Linked DNA regions of Zea mays: region 1 is linked to region 2. A link is a contact called in public Hi-C data. All regions are on one chromosome and are shown on one strand. Each heading gives the region's core, a stretch centred on a gene start, on an enhancer-like site or on the middle of the called end of the contact. The rest is flanking DNA. Distances are from core to core; before and after follow the strand shown. Region 1 holds the start of LOC100280269 (putative cytochrome P450 superfamily protein). Region 2 holds the start of LOC100277576.

Evidence for each region. A called contact is a pair of places that touch in the nucleus more often than the background predicts.
Region 1: a contact with region 2 is called in a Hi-C map of tassel, with 2.4 times the contacts expected there. The contact joins the promoter of LOC100280269 here to the promoter of LOC100277576 in region 2. A contact is called at or near these places in 2 of 25 Hi-C or Micro-C datasets (ear and tassel).

What each region holds. Positions count from the first base shown.
Region 1 is chr4:84,746,285-84,752,184 of Zm-B73-REFERENCE-NAM-5.0, forward strand. LOC100280269 (putative cytochrome P450 superfamily protein) reads right to left here and starts at 4,619. Exons shown (of 3, transcript NM_001153197.2): 1 at 3,833-4,619; 2 at 3,216-3,624; 3 at 2,527-3,135. The coding sequence starts at 4,245. The coding sequence ends at 2,701.
Region 2 is chr4:84,397,780-84,404,063 of Zm-B73-REFERENCE-NAM-5.0, forward strand. LOC100277576 reads right to left here and starts at 1,490. Exons shown (of 2, transcript NM_001151097.1): 1 at 1,335-1,490; 2 at 214-1,056. The coding sequence starts at 1,385. The coding sequence ends at 556.

The DNA.
Region 1 (5,900 bases), core at 3,369-5,868, 350 kb after region 2:
AGCTCCCTGCTGCGCGGTGTTCCTCTTCTCGGGCTAGTGCCGTGGACGTCTACCTTGGCTCCGGCAGCGGCTCTAGTATCTCCGTCAACCTCCCGCCGTGCAGGTCCGGATGTGGGCGGCGGAATTGATTTTCTGGGACATAACCTTGTGTTCGCTGAGCTGGTCTTCCCACGTAGACAATCTACGTGTTGTGAGTTATATGTTGCCTCTCTATATTTATTGAGTAATTTTGTGCAATCTGCTAGTAATTTTACTTGGGTGTGATTGCACAATTTGTGGGCGGATTTGATTGCTCGATGATGATAGCGGTGTAGTGAGACGACGTGACAGTCTGGGTTTTAGTGTGTTGTTATTTTCAGCATTAATATTATTTATGTCTAGTTATTTCTTTCACTACTGTGCACACTGTTTTGATCTTGATATTTATGCTTGATTTCTAGGCGTATAATATTTGTTCTAAAACCTGGATTTGGTAAGGTAGGACTGTCACGTTAGTCGAGGATCTTTGATCACCACTTAGCATTAGAGGGTTGTCTAGTGCAGCAACCTGCTATTTTGAGAGCAATATCTTAATATAAACAATTATGTTTATGTGTTTAATCTGCCTTCTTCATCTACAAGTCATGTTTAATTTACAAATGGATCTGAGTAGCTATGTTTCATGTTTTCATTTACTGGAATTGCTATTATTCATTGCTGTTATAATTACATATGACATTTATCTGAGTTATATGCTTGTTTTATTCGGAATTAGAATATTTAATTTATTTAAATATTTTGGAAACATGTCACTTATTTCTCTAAAATTACAACAGGTATGCCCTTCATGACCTTCGTCTGATGATCATTATACCTATGGGAAGATAATGCTTCGGAAGACGAAGGTCTCTAATAATTAACAATTGTGTTGCCTTGTTCTTGATTCACAACATTTGAGAACAAGTGAACAACATGTACGATTCCCTATAAATAGATGAACAGTGTCTTACATAAAGTACCTTTTGAAGGGCTCAATTGTTGTGTGTAATCTTTTCTCTAAAGCACCTTCGCTCTAATTCATTCTCCAGAGACAAAGGTATGATTGTAAATTCATTATACGAAAGAGGAAATACGATATTGATACATTTGAGACAAGTCGTTATGTTAAAATTCTTTTACATTCTTTACCTATTTATGCAATTAAGTCATGACTTGTACTTTCAAGTCTCAACTTTCGTCTTCGAATGAGTTGTTTTGAAAGGATGACTGCTTAGGAACGAAAGTTGATTATCTTTTTAATATTGTGATGCCTTGTTTTTAATTGTACATAGCAAGTGACCAACAATTAGCATTATATGGCACGCATTTGGTTTTGAAAACTATTGAATTTCAATACTTTATTTTTTTAGAAAAAACAAAGTTTGTGTCTTATCTTTTTGCTATGATGAATTTTTATTTCACTCTTCATAATAAAATATTATTACGTGGGTTTCTTTTAAAAAACTCACTACACCATTTTCATTGTGTTACGTTTAAATTATATACATGTTTGTTTAGGAAACATCATATAACATCATATGCAGCTATAGTAGGAAGACAGGAAGTAGCACACACGCTCTCGATTCTGCTCTAGCTTCCGCCGATGCTAAGATTGATATTGCAGGCGCAACGGATGACGTTTGGCGCTGTCGGGAATCGATCGAACTCGAAATTAGTTTAGTGACTACTATCCTGTCTCATGAAAAAATTTGATGAGCCATTTAGTTTAAACAAATTTGATGAGCCATTTCCACTGCCTACTATCCTGCCTCATGAAATTAGTTTAAATTTTACCCCATTAATTAAGTAGGTGACCCGTAGGCCTATTGATTTGTTGAAAAAATATATTCCTTTGTCGAGGACTCTAGATTAAGCTCTCACTTAATTTATGAATATAAACGGCAGTTGTACGGCATTGTAAGCTATTCCAAAAAAAAACTATCTAAATTGTTTCGTAAAGATAAATTTAATTATTATTAAAAGAAAACCAACTCCAATAGATTCTCCCTCGCCATTCTTCTTTTGGTTTTACCGAGTCTATTGGATTAGCCTATCTTTTAAAAAATCTATTTTAGAAAATAGTTAAATTAGTAAATTTAGCTAATTTTTTACTGTGCATTTCATTGTAATGACGGAATGAAATGAGATAGGACGATCCTTTAAATAAAGTTGTTTGGTTCAGAGTTAAAGATTGAAACAGGACTATCCGAGTGTTGTCTCCAATTATCGGGACGAGCCAGTTGTCCCGCAAACAAACTTATCAGAGTTGATAGGACATCGCTAACATATTTGCCCAAGTGGGTTTTGGTACGGAGATGGGGTTCAGCTTTTTAAGGTTTGGTTCAATTTTGAGATGTTCTACGGTATCAAGTACAGCATCCCATCAAACAGGGCCTATAATAATGGGAAAATCAATTCCGGCGAATTTCCTATGCCGTCTGCCCTCAGCGACATTTACTGATTTACACTTTTGGATTGTTCATACATTATGCAAGATTGTTTCTCAGTGACAAAAAAAAACACCGCCAACAAAACGTTGACACCAAGTAGTATTATGTTATTTTCTACATGCCAGGCTACTGCCATCTAGTCAAGTGCACAAACTAAAAGACACATGTCCCAAAAATTTTCAAGAACCAAGAACACAAGCCCAAGTGCGAGGGAGGCCTACTGCCGCCCGCGTCACGTCAACGGCAGCAGGCGCACGGGCACGCCGTGGCGCGCGCGGAGCGTGAGCACGTTGACGGGCGCGTGGCGGTACTCGTCGGAGATGCCGAAGCGGAAGCTCGCGAGCAGCATGGCCAGCACAACCTTGGCCTCGACCATGGCGTACGCCTGGCCGACGCAGTTGCGGGGGCCCGACGCGAACGGCAGGAAGCGGCCCGCCCACGGCCGGGCCCGCCCGGGCGCGAACCGGTCCGGCCTGAACTCGTGCGCGTCCGCTCCCCACACGGCCTCGTCGTGGTGGATGGCCAGCACGGGGATCCACAGCGACGCGCCCTTGGGCACGCGCAGCTCGTCGGCGCCGGAGCCGAGAGTGATGTCCTCGAACGCCATCCGCGGCAGCAGCGTCGCCGGCGGGTACAGCCGGAGCGTCTCGTTGATCACCATCTGCAGCTGGCATGCACGAAGCCGTACGTTACAACCGGCCAATGGCTGGCGTGGACCGCCGGATCGGAGTCGTTGGCTTTGCTTACCACGGTGAGCTTGGGGAGGTGGTCGGCGGTAGGCGGGGCGTCGCCGCAGACACTCGCTACCTCGGCGCGCGCCTTGTCCTGCCACGAAGGGTTCGTGGCGAGCAGCATGATGGCCCAGGTGAGGAGCAGCGCCGACGTCTCGTGCCCCGCGAAGAAGAATGTCTTGCACTCGTCGATCATCGTCTGGGCGTCGTACCCCAGGCCCAGCTCGCCGTTGCTAGACTTCGTCCTGTTCCTGTTCTTCTCCGTCTCGGCCAGCAGCATACCGAGGAGCCCCATGCCGCACGCCGACGACGGCGTCCGGCCCTCGTCCGCGATCTCGCGGCTGCGCTGGATGGACTCCTTGAGCAGCTGCTCCAGCTCCCCGTTCAGACGCTTTATTTCCCGCCTGTATTTGCTTGGGAAATACCTGGAATTTGATAAAATAAATAAGTATACTGATGAAAGGCGTGTGTGCACTGACGAGCAGGATCCAGTGACACTTTTCAGTGCGGCGGCCTGGTCCCACTTGTTAGTGTGCACTGGCACCGTCGTCTCGACGATGCTCTGTTTCTGTTTGCACGCGGCAGAAGCAGAGCATTCAGTTATAGTGTAAAATAAAAGGAAGGGGTGCTCACTGGCTGCCAGGGACCCAGAGATAGCGGCTGGAGCACGCCGTGAGGCGCTGCAGCTCCTCGATGAGCCGGAAGATGCGCTTCCCCGTGTCGTAGGTCGTGTCGAACTCAGTGCACGCGATGATGTCGCCGGCGAGCCTCGCCATGTGCGCGCCCACCTCCACCTCGTTCCCGTCCCGCGCCACCGCCTCCCGCAGCGCGCGCACCGTCCGCCGGGCGCAGTCCACCATGTGGCCGACCCTGCCTCGGAGCCTGTCAGCCATGAACGCCGGCGCAACCACGTGGCGCTGGTGCGACCACGTGGCGCCGTTGGCCATGATCAGGCCGCGGCCGATGAAGTGCTTGGCGCCCTGCCGCTGCAGCCACGACTTGCCGGTGACGTGCGCGTGCCTCGACGACAGCAGCTCCCGCACCATGCCCGCGTCCGTCACGCACACCCGTGGCTCGCTCCCGTACCAGTACACGAACCGCCTCCCTGCACAAGGCCAACCAAATAAAGCCTCCGGGCTCCGGTCAGGTCCGCCGGACAAGCATCAGCACCATGAACCCACCGCCCGGCCGGCAATGCATCGTGAGCCACTCACCGTACATCTTGGACCACTGGACGTAATGGGGCAGAAGGCGGCCGACGATGTCGTGGCTCAGGCAGCTCATGTCACCGGCGGTGGCCCTGGAGACGAGAGCAGAGACGTCGTGGAGGTTCCCGACGAGGAGACGCGGCGGCGGGCCGTGGACGCCCTGGCCGGCCAGGATCGTCCGGATCCTCGCCGGCGTGAGGTAGTAGCAGGAGACAGTGATCCATGCCGCCCTTGTCAGCAAGAACAAGAGTGGCGACGCCAGCACAAGGCCGACCACGCCCAATGCCATGCTGGCCTTGCGCCCTTGCCTTGTCCCGTTCGCAGCTGCCACTACCGGCGCACCCTGCATGTGTGTGTGTGTGTGTGTATATATATATATATATATATATATATATATATATATATATATATATATATATATATATATATATATATATATATATATATATATATATATATATATATATATATATATATATATATATATATATATATATATATATATATATATATATATATATATATATATATATATATATATATATATATATAACGAGGTGGCACATCCAATGTGCAACTAACAAGGCTAGGAGTGAATTTCACAAGAAACAGTTTAAATTCAGAACTGTGAAACAAACACGATGCCCTTGTTTCGAACAACCTGCAGTTTCTTGTTCGCTGGTCACATCTGTTTGTGGTGGCGATCAGCTGAGCGCGAGAAAGCAGTTTTTGACCGACTTTTGACGGGAAAGCATAGGCCAATTTGGTAGATTTTGAGGGTTAGTTTGTGGTGCGTTAGTGAGTGGGGGGGAGTGCTTGGGCATAAAGTGGCAAACCGGCATGGTTAAGATAACCGCATTAGTTAAGTACAACTGGTGTGGCAATCAGTCCTGCCACTAGGTGAAAAGAGGCAGCATATCTTCATTACTGGAACAGATTGTTTATGGCAAAAGGCGTCTCAGTTGGTGCCTTGATTTGGGCTTCTGGGTTTCATTAGAGTCTTGATAAGCATGCAGTGGGGTGGGGGTACAAATATCTGGTTAGTTCATTCAATCACCACAGTTAGTAGCTGCAGAAGGAACAAGCCTCTTTTTATCTGAATTCACAACTCACATTTGAATTGAATCGTGGCAGCCAATTCATGTAGACAAAGCCGGCTGTTTAGATTGCTACCGCTGCAATCCATAGAGACAAAAACACTATAGAAACAGTAGAAGCCGGTATAGATTAAAGGAACGAACAGGCTGAAAGGTTGAAGTCCACCGCAAACAAAAAAAATGTGAATTCAGCAGTTGAAAAAAAAATGTCTGTTGTGTAAGCAGTAAGCACATGGTAAAGTCGTTCCTTCAAAGATAATATTTTTCTGTGTGACTTGATTCTTTTCTGAGTTCACTTTCAGTCATCGCCATTGGCGCCATATAATATATGTTCCGAAACAGGGCTCTTATAGAGGTCAAAGGCCACAAGGTCTTTTTCAGCGAGTAATGCACCCG
Region 2 (6,284 bases), core at 240-2,739:
CCACTGCTGACCGACAGACCAGCTACACGACAAACCAAAGCAAACCCACCCAGGACGCCACGCCACGCTATAGTGAGTGACTGTTGACGTTGTGCCTGCAACTGCAAGGGCAGTAGTACTAGTCAAACCACCACCGCCGCTACCAGTTAAAACAGCCACACAACAGCGTCGTTATCAAGCAGTGCGATCGGATCAGACATGGTAGAGTTCATGAAACCCTCAAATCAACATCACGAACATCAGCATCATCCACTAATGTATTGTACACATCCAAATTAGCAGCTTAATAATGAACCGACCAACACAGCACTCAGCCTCCCTAGTTTAGCTTACAACAGACAGATCCATCCAGCACATACGAACAAGACAGCACCGTGAGCTGAACTGAACCGAACACAGCACATCAAATCCTCCTACTTACTCCATTAATTAATTGCGCGACGACGACGACTACGACGACAATTAGATGAAGGAAAACGAAGCCTACAAACATCAACCCTGCGGCGGTGGCGGCGGGACGAATCGCTACGCACTAACCCCATGCAGCAGCGTCCGTCAAGCCGCGGCCGTCTCGCTGGGCACGACGGGGCGTACCTTGGGGGGGCGGCCGCGGCCGCGCTTGACGGGGGTGGAGCCGTCGCCGGCGGGGGCCGGGGACGCGCCGCCCTCGGTCTTGGCCTTCTTGGGCGGGCGGCCGCGGGCCCTGGGCATGCCCGCGGTGGCCTGCTTCACGGCGGCGTCCAGCGGGTCCTTGGGCTTGGGCGGGCGCCCGCGCCCGCGCCCCGATGGCGGCGACACCGGCGCGCCGGGGTCCCGCGCCTTCGGGGGCCGCCCGCGCCCGCGCTTCGGCGGCGCGTCGGGCGCGTCGGCGCGGAAGTAGTTGTTCTTGACGAAGACCAGCTCACCCGACTCCTTCATGCGCGCCAGGTGCGCGGCCAGCAGCGACGCGTGCGCGGGCGGCAGGTCGCCGTCGTACTTGCCCTCGATGTACCTGGAGATGGCCGACTTGTTCGACCCGCTCTTGTCGCCTAAGTCCTCGATCGCCGCCAGGATCATCTGCCGGAACGCCCAACCAACACGACGCGCCGTCGGTTAGCTCACTCCATTCCGCAGCAACGAGCACACAAAGAGAAAATCCATTTTTTTATATATTTTTGGTCCAACGGAAACGAAAGAAACCGCCAAGCAGCACGCATGGAGCGCGGCAGCATCCCCCGAACCCAGCTACATCTCCAGCACACGAACGAATCCGCGCCAAGAACAGCACCGGAACAAGAAAGAAAAAAGAGAGAAGAAGCAACGCAGGAAGCGGACGCCGGACAGATGGGTCTCACCTCGGGGTAGGGCGGGATCGGGGACGGCTTGGCGACTTCCTCGGTGGCCATGGCGACGACGCAGACCTTCCCGGATGCCGTGCGGAATGAATTGTTTCCCCCTCGGAGGGTTTGGATCAGGATAGATAAGAAATGCGGAGGAGCCTCGCTCCGTTTCTTTACTATTTTTCCACCTTGGTCTTTTGGTTGTGTCTGCGAAGAGAGAGAGTGTGTGTGTGTGGGTCTGTCATCTGTGGGAGGAGAGTGAGGAGAGACGGGATCAGATGTGGGACGCGGGCGGGCGGACGAACGGCCAGGATTTCTCAGGCCGGCAGAATCGGGCGGCGCAGGACGGGGGAGCACGCGGATCGGTGACGTGGCGTGCGACGGGGTGCCTCTGCCTGCACGCGTCCGCCAGCCCCGCCTAGTTTTTGTTTGCTTTTGTCCGGGCCTGCGCTGGCTTTTAGGCTCTCAGTAGGAAATGACCGAGATGACCTCCGGTTTGGCCCTCTTTTTTTTCTTTCAAAATAAGTTTTTTTTCACAGTAGTCTCCTCGGATGCTCTATCCCCCTCTCCACCGAAATAACTGCATGTCTTGCTTTTGCTTTTTAGTAGGTCATACTTTTTAAGTATAAAATTTATAGAAAATAGTATTACATCTTGAAATACGATTATTATATGAAATATATGTCATAATTAATTTAACTATACTTAGTATGCATCGTTAATATTAGTATATATATTATGGATTTTATAGAATTCGTAAAACAAAACGTAGTATTATTATCATATACATATATATTATTTATTAGTAAGTGGGAAAGGCTCTTGGAGTCTTGGTTTCAACTGAGTGGATACATTATGAAATTATCATGAGTTGTACTCAGCTAGAGCTCTTTACAGATTGCTTTGTTTTGACATACAAATAGAAGGGCAAATTAGCTGTGAAAGGTGGGTAGGCATTAGGGTTTAGGCATTCTTCATAGTGAATTGCAAAAAAAAATTGTCTGTTTCATGGCACTGTCTTATTTTACAGATGCACCACTCTAACTTTGCTAGAACCATTTTGCTAAAAACTACTGTTATAGTAATATTCTAACAAATTGTGGATATTATTCTTTCCCGTGAAAACCTTTTAGAGCTAGTTTGTAAACCCTATTTTTCCATATAATTTCTATTTTACTAAAGAAAATTAGTTTATTTTTCTTTAGGAAAATAGAAATATTTTAGCTAAAAGGTGTTTTCAAACTAGCCTTTATTAAGCAAATCTCTTTTGAAGTTCACACTGGTGTCTTAGGACCTAGTGGTCAAATGGGGAAAAAGCTTTCGGTTTCAGCACTATGTACGTATATATCTTTAGGAAACTGCAGTTCGTTTCTGCTTTTCTAGAAAGCTAAAGTTACTTTAAAGATGACTTCATGCCGGTATTAAAATAGAAGAGCAAATTTATATGTGAAACATGATTACTACGTTTCTTTCTTCATGAAATTGCGTCCCGAGTTTTGCTGTAATTTATTTCAGGAAATAAATTAGGAATAAATAAGAAGTTTTAGCAGTTACGACAACATTTTATTAAAGATGTGGAAATGTTTGGTACAGATAAGAGCGGTCATCAACCACCACCATTTAGATTCATTTAAAGTGAACAAGAAATATAATAATTAGACAAAAGGCAACGAAGAGAACGCATATATCTATTATGATCCAAGACTTCAATAATTTCATACAAACATAAACATCTCTTATTAGTCCATCAAAACATAATATGTTTAAATTTAAGTGATATGTTGCAAACAAAAAGATGTTGTTTGATACTTGCACTAGTACATAAATTTAATAGAGGCTGTCAAAATCAATTAAAGGAGGTAGGCATTACAACCGCCTCTGACGTTAGACCTCTATTAATCATCAATTAACAGAGGTTGTTAGCATGCCCGACGTCGATAACGTGTTCATCAGGGTGATAATTAGGGTACCTAGATTATCCCTCCCGAAAAACGCACTCAGGAGAAGTAAAGACAACCCCCGAGAGGAAGGAGCCGAGGTACCTGCTAACCCGAGGCATGGGGTGCCATGAGTGGCACGGTCACGGTTGCCCCATCTCTCCCTCCTGCGACGAGAAGAACTCCGCCTCGCCCGAAGTCACCAGTTGTAAGGCTGTCTCCAACAATGTCCCCTAAATTTTATCCCCTAAAGAAATATTCTCTGTCCTTTACAGTACACTCTAAAAGATTATGTCCTCTATATCTTCTCAGTCTCCAGCAACGTTCCCTAAATCCGGTCCTCTAAAGCCACAGTATTAATAGATTTTATGTTTCCATTGGTCGCATTTAGTACGACATTAACCAAAATATAATAAAAAAAGGACATGACGTGAGCTAGTATCAGCCAAAAGGAACATCACGTACATCTACCTAACGCATAGTACACTCTACATCTAGCGGCTGCCAGAGTCGTCCGCTATTTTAGAGAACACAATAGCGGACCTTGTTGGAGGGTTTACAGACAGCCAGAAACGCTAAATATACGGTACCGACTCCTTTAGCGCATGCTGCTGGAGGCAGCCTAATAACCAACTTTGGAATATAAGAGAGAAGAACAAATCTTTATGTGTATTGTACTTTTCATTCATGAGAATTACTAGGAAACATATTTCAAGTGGATAATCATCCAATAAAATATGCATCACGTTGGAGTTTGTATGTTTGTGCATTGAATAATAATAACAATTACACTAATAAAAATATAATAATGAGTTGAAGATTTGGATTAAAACCTAAATTTGAAATATAGAAATTTAAAAGTGGAAAAGAAGGAAGAAATACTATAAAACACAAAATAAATCCATAATTAAATAAATTCATCCCACTAGTGTGTTCAAGTTGAATATTAAATTTGAGTACAAATTTCGCTGCAATATTTGAATTCAAATTATAAATTTGAAACTAAAAGGAAAACAAAAACATAAAATAAAAGAATAAAACAAACCCAACTTAAACGGGCCAGCCAAACCACTTCTGGCCCAATACCCTCTCAAGCCCACGCGCGCGAAGCAGTCTCACCCGCGTCGTGCCAGGGTATGACATGCGGGGCCCACTTGTCCGTGAGATCAAGTAAACGGCGCCGACGCGTGGGACCCACGATACAACCTCTCTCTCGCGCTCGCTCTCACCTCACACTGGATCGTGGGACCCGAACGTCAGTCGCTCGGCATGTGTGACTGATGCGTGGGCCGGCCTCGTCGAAGTCTTCTCCAACCAAGCTGTAACCGAACCCCTGAGCTCACGCGCAAAAATCGGATCAGGTGCATGGGCGCTCCCTGGATAAAGTGGTGACAGCTGTTCTTTTTCCCTTGTACGCATCCATACGCCAAGTCCGGAGACCTCGACCAAGGAAACCTGGGGAGCTAGTCAAACGGAGGGCGAAGTGAGAGACTCGGCGGCGCCGCCAGGGGGGAACTCACGGCCGTGTGCCGCTCGGGGTGACTGAAGGGGGCAGGTAGAATCGCCTGGGTCCGCTGGTCGCATCCGGGGACTTGCGGCAGTCAGAAAATCGCGGTGTCACCGGGAATTTCTCGTCGGTGATCCTCTCCGTCGCAGCACCGCGGGCAGCCTTCCACCATCTATCGTACCTTGTAAGTCTCTCACCATTAGCTCTGCCTTGATCTATGCATGGTGAATTACTAGACGGTTAGGGCGCAAGGGTGATGACTTGGGTGGGTGCCGCCGCCGATAATGGCCGCTGTCGCGGATCAGGGCGCCACCATGGACACCCGTGGTGTCCGGTGTCGCGACGGGGGAAATCGGGCTTGGACAATGCAGGGATGAATACAACAAGGTTAGCGGATTGGACAATGCAAAGCAAATCTGGGACACCCTCAAGATATCTCATGAGGGAAACGACGCCACCATGATCACCAAAATGGAGTTGGTGGAAGACGAGCTAGGGAGATTCGCCATGATCAGGGGAGAAGAGCCAACACAAACCTACAACAGGCTCAAGACCCTGGTCAACAAGATTAGAATCTATGGAAGCACAAGATGTGAAAGGGAATTAGGCTTACACCTAGTTCCTAAATAATTTTGGTGGTTGAATTGCCCAACACAAATATCTGGACTAACTAGTTTGCTCTAGTGTATAAGTTATACAGGTGCCAAAGGTTCACACTTAGCCAATAAAAAGACCAAGTATTGGGTTCAACAAAAGAGCAAAGGGGCAACCGAAGGCACCTCTGGTCTGGCGCACCGGACTGTCCGGTGTGCCACCGGACATGTCCGGTGCACCAGAGGACACCAACTTCAAACTCGTCACCATCGGAAATTCCGGAGGCGACTCCGCTATAATTCACCGGACTGTCCGGTGTACACCGGACAGTGTTCGGTGCTTCAAGGAAGAGCGGCCTCCGGAACTCGCCAGCCTTGGGAATTCATTTCAACTGCTCCGCTATAATTCACCGGACTGTCCGGTGTAACAGCGGGGCAACGGCTATTTCGGCGCCAACGGCTACCTGCGACGCATTAAATGCGCGCGCTGCGCGCGCAGAGGTCAGGCACGCCCATACTGGCGCACCGGACAATCTACAGTGCATGTCCGGTGCGCCACCGGACATCCAGGCGAGCCCAGAAGTCAGAGCTCCAACGGTCGGAACCCAACGGCTTTGGTGACGTGGCTGTCGCACCGGACATGTCCGGTGTGCACCGGACTGTCCGGTGCGCCATCGAACAGACAGCCTCACCAAATGGCTAGTTTGGTGGTTGGGGCTATAAATACCCCCAACCACCCTCCATTCATTGTATCCAAGTTTTCCACTTCTCAACTACTTACAAGAGCTCTAGCATTCAATTCTAGACACACCAAAGAGATCAAATCCTCTCCAAATTCCACACAACGCCCTAGTGATTAGAGAGAGAGATTTGCTTGTGTTCCTTCGAGCTCTTGCACTTGGATTGCTTTCTTCTTTCTTGATTCTTT